Linked DNA regions of Anas platyrhynchos: region 2 is linked to region 1. Evidence: chromatin contacts called from public Hi-C data. All regions are on one chromosome and are shown on one strand. Each heading gives the region's core, a stretch centred on a gene start, on an enhancer-like site or on the middle of the called end of the contact. The rest is flanking DNA. Distances are from core to core; before and after follow the strand shown. Region 1 has its middle 26 kb from the start of BPNT2. Region 2 has its middle 30 kb from the start of PENK.

Region 1 (4,486 bases), core at 1,073-3,572:
TTTAAGGTTTCACAAAAAGAGAAATTGGAAACAGATTTTTTTTTTTTTTTTTGTCACATTTCCTTTCACTGTCACATGAATTGTTTCATAGTCTCGTTTCCTTTCCTTTTTATGTGCACAGTACTTGGAGTCCTCAAGGGCTCTATGACAAAACAGAAAAGCAGCATTGTCTCTGAAGTTTCAGATGGCTAAGAGCTTTATTGATAAAATGCTCAAAAATGTACCTATTGCCCACACAAAGAAGTGAAGTTCAGTAATTACTTTTGCCAAAAACACAGTCATACATTGAGACAAAATCTGGAACACCATGATTTAGTTTTTCTTTAAATTCCCAAACTGAGTTTTCTTTTAAGGTACTTCTGAGGAAATCCACCCTGGAAGGGTCTTCAAAGGGCTCAAGTATTTGCAGTTCTCATTAAAGACTTGCCAACAATTCCACTGGAGCAATCACCTGAGCATCAGTCTAGCTTTAAACCAGTCCCTGTTATAAAATTCTTTGGAGAGTCTTCAAGATATGAGAAAAATCTTAGACAAAACTAATGTCACTTGCATAAACAGCAGGAGTTTCCACTGAGGGCTATGAAGCAAACATGTTCTGAGTCCATCCCATGTCTTGCTTACACTGAGGATGACATTATTTTCTACCTATTAAATTAATTAAATTTCTATGTAATACAGCTACAGCTTGTGTCTACTACTCAATTTTCTATTTTTATTTTATTTTTAGAAAAAAATGGCCGTATTGAGGCAGTGGGAAATGGGTGTAGGCCATCATTCCAAGTGCTTCAGACATGAGATGCTCCATCCACTATCCTGAGGGCACCATAATGGTGACACAGGAGAAGCTTGAGCCTCTCTGTCCATACAGTCTGGGCAGAAAATTTCCAACACCGTGACACTGAGTCTATATATTTCAGGTAATTTATTGGAAAGGTACTTGTTTTAAAGGATTACCACAATGAAACACTTAAAACAAGAAGCTTATGATCACATTGATCTCAGGTAGGTAGTTCTTTGTCCATTTTCATTCTGTACTTGTTGAAGGCAGAAGTGTTACCAAAAGGAACAGAATATGATATTGTAATATTGTTCAGACCCTTACCTTTAAGAAGGTGAAAAAAAAAATCTCAATGGCTGAAAAAGGGAAGTCTACTATTGTCAAGATTTTTAACACCTAATATAGAGAAATTTAGGATTTTTCCAAGAAGAGAAAAACATTTCTAGAGATGCTGCAAAGACTGCAATGCTGATCCTCAAAATCTTAAGTTTATATTATTTTTCCCATTCTCCCCCTACAAAGGCAGCACAAACTACGACAGTGCAGACAAATAAAGATGAACTCCCTTAAAAACGATAACACTGCTAAATATAACACTGAAATAAACTTTTAGTTTTGAAAGTTAACGTTGAAATGTTAATTGTTTGTTATCATGTAATCAAACCCTTTGTGCTTTGTCTATTATATATTAACCAATTGACAGTGAAATGTTGGTGTGTACAGGAATGAACTTTGCATATTAATTCCTGTGTTACTGAATGTTAGTTCAAGTGAAAAGAAAACTAGACCAAATGAAAACATAAGTGGCTTGGTTAAGCCATCTTAATTTCTCTGTTTTGGCTCAAAAATCAAAGTTTTATGAAATGCCAGTGACAGAATTTTCTTCTTGGTTGTCAATATGTCATCATCATAATTTTTCATCACATTTTGATAAGGAATTTGCATTCTAAATATTTGACCTGAGTCTATATAATCTTAATTTAATTTCCAGTAACATCCTTCTTCCTCCCTCTCCTCTTCCCAGCATCCTGAACACGTGACTTGAGATGGACTCAAGCCACAGAAATTCAAACCACATTCCCACAAGGAATAGGAGCGATAGAATATAGGAATTATTCATGCACTTCTTCTCCCTCAACTGCAATTTTCATAAGAACGCTGAATCTCAGATGTGGAGTTTCAAAAATGAGCAGTTACTGTTCTCATTTTCCTCTTTCATGTGATTCAGCAGATATGGCCTCAGGAAAATTGCCTCTCTCTTAACTACAGAAATCATGCCAAACTGAAGGCAGCAACAGGCATGGTCATAACAGACTCTTCATCGGTGAGATTATTTTCCATTTGTTTGTCCTAATGCAGTTTTCATAGGTGAAAGTATTAGATGTGGAAACAGAAATTCAGAGAGTGTTACTCAGCAAGGACTTTTCTCTGATGATCCCAATCAGTGCCTAGAATGAAAAAATGTTCTTGCACACACATACACACATCCCAGCCCAGTCATAAGACAGACACACAACAAAGCTGTGCGTAGTCCTGATTCAGGCAGTCAGTGTTGCAAAAGCTGCCTGTGACTAACACGAATCAAGAAAAACTCAGTGCTTGCTGTCAGTGATTCAAAGCATCGCAATTTCTACTGAAGAGGGCTGGCCAAACAAAAAGTGACTCCTTTTTTAAACATTTTTTTTAAACATTGCACAAGCTTTCTTGTTTTAATAGTTTCATCTCCTACAATGGCTAAGCTAAGAAACTTAGCCTTTATATTATTTTTAAGTATTATACTTGAATATAGAGCTATATATAAATAGCAGTAGCAATTACTTGCACACACACACAGAAGTGACAATTTCTACATTAACATTATATTTGGGTGCAAATGTAGACCCATAAATCTATTTCTCTCACTGTCTGTGATTTTTTTCTTTAAAATTAGGATTTTTTTTTTATTATTATTTATTTATATTTTTTCCCCTATGTCTCTTTACTGCTCTTAGATGTTCTGGAATCTGCATCATACCTGTGGTAGGCAAGGACCTATTTATTTTAGCTTTCACCACAGGTGCAAAATCCCTTCAGCTGACACCTGAAGTTTAGGTTATTGTTCTTTCTTCTTGTGTCAAGTTTTGACTGAATATATCTGCAGAGCTGGAGAGCAGCACAAAGTTACTTAGTTATATAGAGTTATTTAGTTATATAAAGTTATATAGACATATGTCTATGTGCAGGAGAGTGTTAAGACGCTGACTTTTTCTCAGTGCCACCAGCAGGAAGGTGACAGTCACTAGAAGTCCATGTGGTACAAAGAAAAGGCACTGTGAAGAAATACTATTGCATTTTCTTTATGTTTTTAGTATAGTACTGGTAAACAATAGTGGAGAAAAGCACTGCAAGCTTCTGGAAAAGGAAGGAAGAGAAAAGGATTTTGTTTGTTTGTTTCCCTGTGTGAGAAATGAACAAAAGGACAACAAATGCCAATGACAAAAATAAGAAAAATATCCAAATAATTTCAGTAGCAAACAGCTGAGAAAATAGTGAGCAAATTGTTGTTGCTGGTACAGAGGCAAGTAAGAGCCTAGATAAGTATGATGGAGGTGCTTCAAGAGGCTTCAACACGCTGCTGAGAGGCATAACATTTCCAGATAAGGAAGACCAAAACAGAAGCCTGCTGTTAGCTAGCTGGAAGGAAGTCCAAATGCTTTCAAAACATATAAGGCAGTTTATATTATTTGGAGAACCAAGTCTCGGTATTTTAATGATTGTAAGATGGGGTGTTGCAATTGCTTAAGCAACAGAATAGGCTTTCGTTTGTTAATATAAATAATTAAAAATGCGCATGTGGTGAGGAAACATCTCAATTTTAAAAAACAAGCCAACAGAAAGTGTGTGGGGAGGTATAGAGTTAGAGAAGGTCAAGCTGTGCTGATGATGGATGGGAATAAAGAGATTATTTGCATGAGACTGAAATGTAGGAGAAGTTGAGCTGATGGAAGGGCAGGAGCTGCCCCTCTAACAGTATCAGACAATTACCATTAAGTTGAAGTGGCAAGGGGAGTGGCTGTGTACTTAAAAACACACAAAGCTTGGACGTAAGCTTGTCGCAATTGAACTTATTGTTACGATTTGCAGAAGCAAAACTGATAGGAAATAAGCTAGCACAGAGACATGTTCATGTGAAGTTCACACTGTGACTTTCATGTTCTAGTCACAAACATCTGTAAATTTGTGGGATAAATTTATGGAGTTTGGAAGGAAGAAAGTATATTGCCAGTAGTTTAAGCCCACTGTACAAAAATTTGCCGTTTACTACAATATTAAATCAAAAAATACAAGAAAAGGCGTGTATTAGAAATAACAACAAGCTGTCAAACTGAACAGTAATAATTCATCGCCGCCCTCTGGATCTGACCCCAGAACTCTACGGGTGTCCTCTTAACTGAAAACACATGCCCCGACTGAGCAAAACAAGTGAAAGACCTTCCCTGGTTTAAACAACAGCAACAAACCAGGGGTGTGTAAATTCAGAGTTCCCAGCACCTTTCTGGTATTTCAGGGCATTCATGAAAAGACTGAGCCCTCTACTGGCCGCTGCTTTTATTTCCCCAAGGCAAGTATTAAAGATCCTATTTCTAGCGGTCCTCTAACAATAACGAGTGAAGAAATGCTATGGAAAAATTACCAAATCAATTATGCTGCAAGTGTCAGTCCTAAAAG
Region 2 (4,331 bases), core at 843-3,342, 240 kb before region 1:
ACGTTCATGTGAGAATGAAGCAAATGACCTCATAATATTTAGAAGGAAAAATCAGGAAAGACTCCAGTTCATTTAAATGGTGTTCTTCATTCTGTGTTTTTGTGAGAAAAATAGGACATCTGAGAATAGATGCCATAGACTCACAGACATTTATTTATTAAATCCATTTCACCTTGACTAGTTGAAGAGAGGGAGTCTGCAAAAAGCACCCCTGTGTTTCTCCCACTTTGGGTCCAGTTGGGGAATTTTGCTGACAGTGAAGGCAGCTTTGCTGCCTCTCAGTGTGGTGTAGCAGCTCACAAAGGAGCAGTTTTCAGAGGAGGTGTCCTTGCTTCCAAACAAAGGCAACTATTTTTAATGTTTGTTTTAGTTTGAGCTAAGAATGGCAGCAACCAGCTTCAGACTGACTTTTCCTTTTTCTGAGTCACCTACTCCTCCCTTGGTCCCTCTTCCTCAGAATTGTGATGGGAAAAGTACACTGGGGACCAGCAGGAGGCTAGGGATATATCAGTCTTGTGGGAACACTTTTAGCTCACATGGAAATGCGTATAACCACTTAATTAGCCATTTTAATGGTTATTTCTATCAACTATTAAGTTGTTTGGGGCTATGGTGTCACCCAAGGCCTTTCTAATAAGGCAAGACTACATATTTCTTAAAATGATTGGAAGCTCCTGATTTTTCTTTCCCATATTTTTGGGGAGACAGGAGGCCATTGGTATCATGAACTGAGTTGTGACAGTGTATACTGAGGGTTGCTGAATTAAAAAAGATTTTCAGCCTGGTTGATACGAGCTAAGGCTAGTCCCGTTCAGAGAACTAGTTAATCAAATGGGACAAGTTAATTACCATTTGAATATAATTTGATTGATGCTAAAGAAGGAAAATGCTTTACAGTAGAATGCATTTTTTTTCCATAAGCTTTAAATTAAGGGAAATGCTAAGAATCTTTGCTTTTTAGATCAGAGTCATCTGTGGAAAGACTGGCTCTGTGGTGAGCTGAAAACCCCAGTGCTCTGGGAAGAACAAATCATGCCGTGGACATCAGCCTGACCTCTCTGTAGCTGTAGAAAGGTATCCAGGCATGGAGAGCTCTGATGCCAGCCACCTACCTGGTAGCTCCATGTCCTGAGAGAAAAGTGGGAGGGCAGTCCTCTGTTATTTGAAGTGACATAAATTATAGGTATCTTTTCTAATGATTGGGGAATTCTGAGCAGTTTTACATGCTCTAACATAAAGGACTGAAAGAGTGGTTGTGTGTCTGCATTTGTCTGTGAACACTGACAGAAAATGTTCCCATTGGTGAGGGACAGGACGGAGTTACCTGGTCAACCTCAAGCTCTCCAACAGCCTCCACTGTGCTCTGGATCTCACCATACTTCAGTAGGGGTCCAAATCTTCTGAACCTCCACAGAGTTTTGGTGGGGAAAAGATGTATAAAAGGTTAAATGTCTTTCTATAGCTGTTTCTTACTTTCCTTCCTGAGATGCCTGTCTGTAATGCAGAGGCAGTAATTCATTCTACTGTCACCTGCTCAGGATAAATCCCCTTTCTTCCAAATTGTTAGCACTTTCTCCCCAAATTTGCCATGTGACCTTGCTGTCCTTTGATAAAAGTCATGTCTCATGAAGGAAAGAAAAACCTTCTCCCACACCTTATAGTTTGCAGACTGGTTTGGCACAGATGATAAAAACAGTTTTCTATATAGCTTTCTATTTTGTTGGTTTTCGTTACTCTTGTTGTGGTTTACAGTTTTAGGAAAACTGGTTAGTTCTTTCTGACTATGACAGGCTGAAAGAAATATGTCTGGAAACAAGTATTCCTTATAAGAAAGAGTCTTTGAAGTCTTTGCCTCTAATAAATGGTTTGATTTAATAGTCAGGAGGATTTGAAAATGGACCTTGTCATGTCTGCAATCAGTGGAATATTATTTTACCATTACATTTTAGCAGTATTTGGGACCCCTCCAGCAGAGATGAGGAGGAAGTGCACTTAAAGAGCAACGTGGGGGCTAGCCCGTGGTGTGTGCCTGTGATGTACTGCCTAGTGAACACCACAAGCAGAGTTTTACACCTATTGTGACAGCCAGGCATTAGTCATCAACTCAGTGGAGAAACTAACACTGTCCTTGTTTTTAGTCATCCCCCGAAGCATTGCACTGCTCATATACATGTACATTTGACTAAGCATAGAGAATGAAAGCAGAAGCAACTTTCCTGTTTTTCTTTTTTCCTTGGTATCCTGTTAAAATTTTTGATTCTCAGGAAGCCAGAAAAAGCATAAAACTTCAATTGTTACACATAATTCTGATCTTGGACCAGAGCAGCTTATGTATTTTACAGGGAAATTTAGGTGGAACAGCTTCCAAGGCACGTTAGGCTATTCATCACAGACACAGCTTAAATATTGTCTACAACTTCTTTGTAGAATTAGAAAAATATTCTCCGTGGTTAATCACCTTTTCCAAGTGTCACAGTTTAACAAAACATAATCTTAAAAGATTTACTCTTCTGCAGAACAACATATAAGCAAGAAATTCTGTTTTACCCTTCTTCTAGGGTAAAAATGCTAGGACAAAAAAGGATTTATGTGTACTGAAGAGCTAGAAATGTCTCACCTCTCACTTTTGCATGTAATGCTATTTAATGCTAAATACTCCTTCCTTGTATTTTCCCAGAAAGTTGACAATTCCCATTAATAGTACAAGAGAAACACAATGCTACAAGTCTAGTATTCTCAAAATCTCCTAGTGTTCATAATCCACACTTTCTACTTAGATTTTTAATAGGTTATATTGATAAGTATCTGAATGCATTTATGTTGCAATAATATTAAAAGTATTTTAAAGTATTTTGCATTTAATAGAATACTAACCACTGAATCTAATCAATCAGCATTAGCATCATTAGGTATGATGCCATCGCCAAACTGGAAACGTGCCTTTCATTTACAAAGTGCATGTGATGAGAAAGTATTCAAACAATACATCAGTTGCAGATATGTGTGGTTGAAATCACATATGTTTTAAGTTGTGAGAAATGTACCATTATTCCAAAATTATGTAGGTCGTTATCTAGTAATTCTGTTTAATGCTTTTGTTGATAAACAAATGCCATTATTTCTTATATACAAGAAATGGTATTTTTCTTCTCGCTTCTTCATTAGTTATTGCAGTGGTTACTAACTCTCTAAACTAACTCTAAAGTTGTGTGTTCTTTGGAAAGGAAACAATAAAAAATGAAAATTGAAAGAAATCATTAATTAGAAAGCCACTTTAAAGTCTGCATAGAAAGCAATCAACTATGATGAAATTAATGTCATATATATACTAATTAATTATTTATGTATTAAGTAATATGCATTATTTATTAAGTAACATAGATATAAAGAATATATTTATATATTAAAGAATTACGCATCTTAAGGTAACATCACCAGTTTATGAGATGGCAGACATAAGGAAAGCATGGTCCTATGTAACATGGCTTACATATTAAACGGAAACATTTTTTTTTCTAATTTCCATTTCCACGTGGGATTACAGTGTGGGAGCTCACCTCCTGAGTGTGAAGGAGGCATGATTAGTAACACAGTTCTGCTCTTAATTTAAGGTAGTTGATTAATTTTGGACTCTCAAATTTTCCCCTTTAGCAGGAAAGGCACAACTGTTCCTTCAGCCTACAGGAAAATATAAGCTATAGGTACTGAAGGACTTTAGATAACGAAGGAGCCATTGGGTCTAACCCAATTTCCTACTTTACGGTTATTTGCTGTCACGATCTCAGTATCTTTCAAAGACTTTTTTTTAGGACTGCCACTCTGCCTCCTTTCAAATTCGTTTCCTGTTCTGAAGGAGGATGCATCCTCTTTCTTTATTTTCTGTTGCTTCTTAGCATATCATCCAACAGAAGACACCGATTACACTTTAGCCTACTCTATCTAATCCCCTCTATTGCAGAAAGGAAAGCATGTAAGTATAAAATAAGAATATATACACTTGCATCTGCATGAAATTTGTATTTATTTTAATTACATGAAAAACAAACAAACAAAAGTTAGAGAAGAAGCATTACATCATGTTTTTTAAAAATACATCTTTTTTTTTTTTTCTTTTTCTGTAAAAGTCAGTACAGGTGACTCAACTGGAGAAATTTCAAGAATTAAAAACTTTTGGCAAAACCACTTTTGGATATACATAGGCCAACAGCTACAACTACACTATTGATATATTTACACACACACACACACACACATACCCTTTCATATTTTGATACTTTGCATTAATTATATGTGTGCTCTCCTTCTACTGTACTAGACTAAAATCACTGTAT

The links. A called contact is a pair of places that touch in the nucleus more often than the background predicts.
Region 2: a Hi-C map of skeletal muscle shows a contact between it and region 1, with 4 times the contacts expected there. The contact joins two enhancer-like sites. A contact is called at or near these places in 4 of 8 Hi-C or Micro-C datasets (F1 follicle, liver, skeletal muscle and 1 more).

The regions. Positions count from the first base shown.
Region 1 is chr2:39,814,362-39,818,847 of IASCAAS_PekinDuck_T2T, reverse strand. No RefSeq gene overlaps it. Among named protein-coding and RNA genes, the nearest start is that of BPNT2, 26 kb to the right of the region's middle. Within about 2 kb of position 2,322, at least 2 of the 8 cell types and tissues checked have an H3K27ac peak or open chromatin away from gene starts, as enhancers often do.
Region 2 is chr2:40,056,647-40,060,977 of IASCAAS_PekinDuck_T2T, reverse strand. No RefSeq gene overlaps it. Among named protein-coding and RNA genes, the nearest start is that of PENK, 30 kb to the right of the region's middle. Within about 2 kb of position 2,092, at least 2 of the 8 cell types and tissues checked have an H3K27ac peak or open chromatin away from gene starts, as enhancers often do.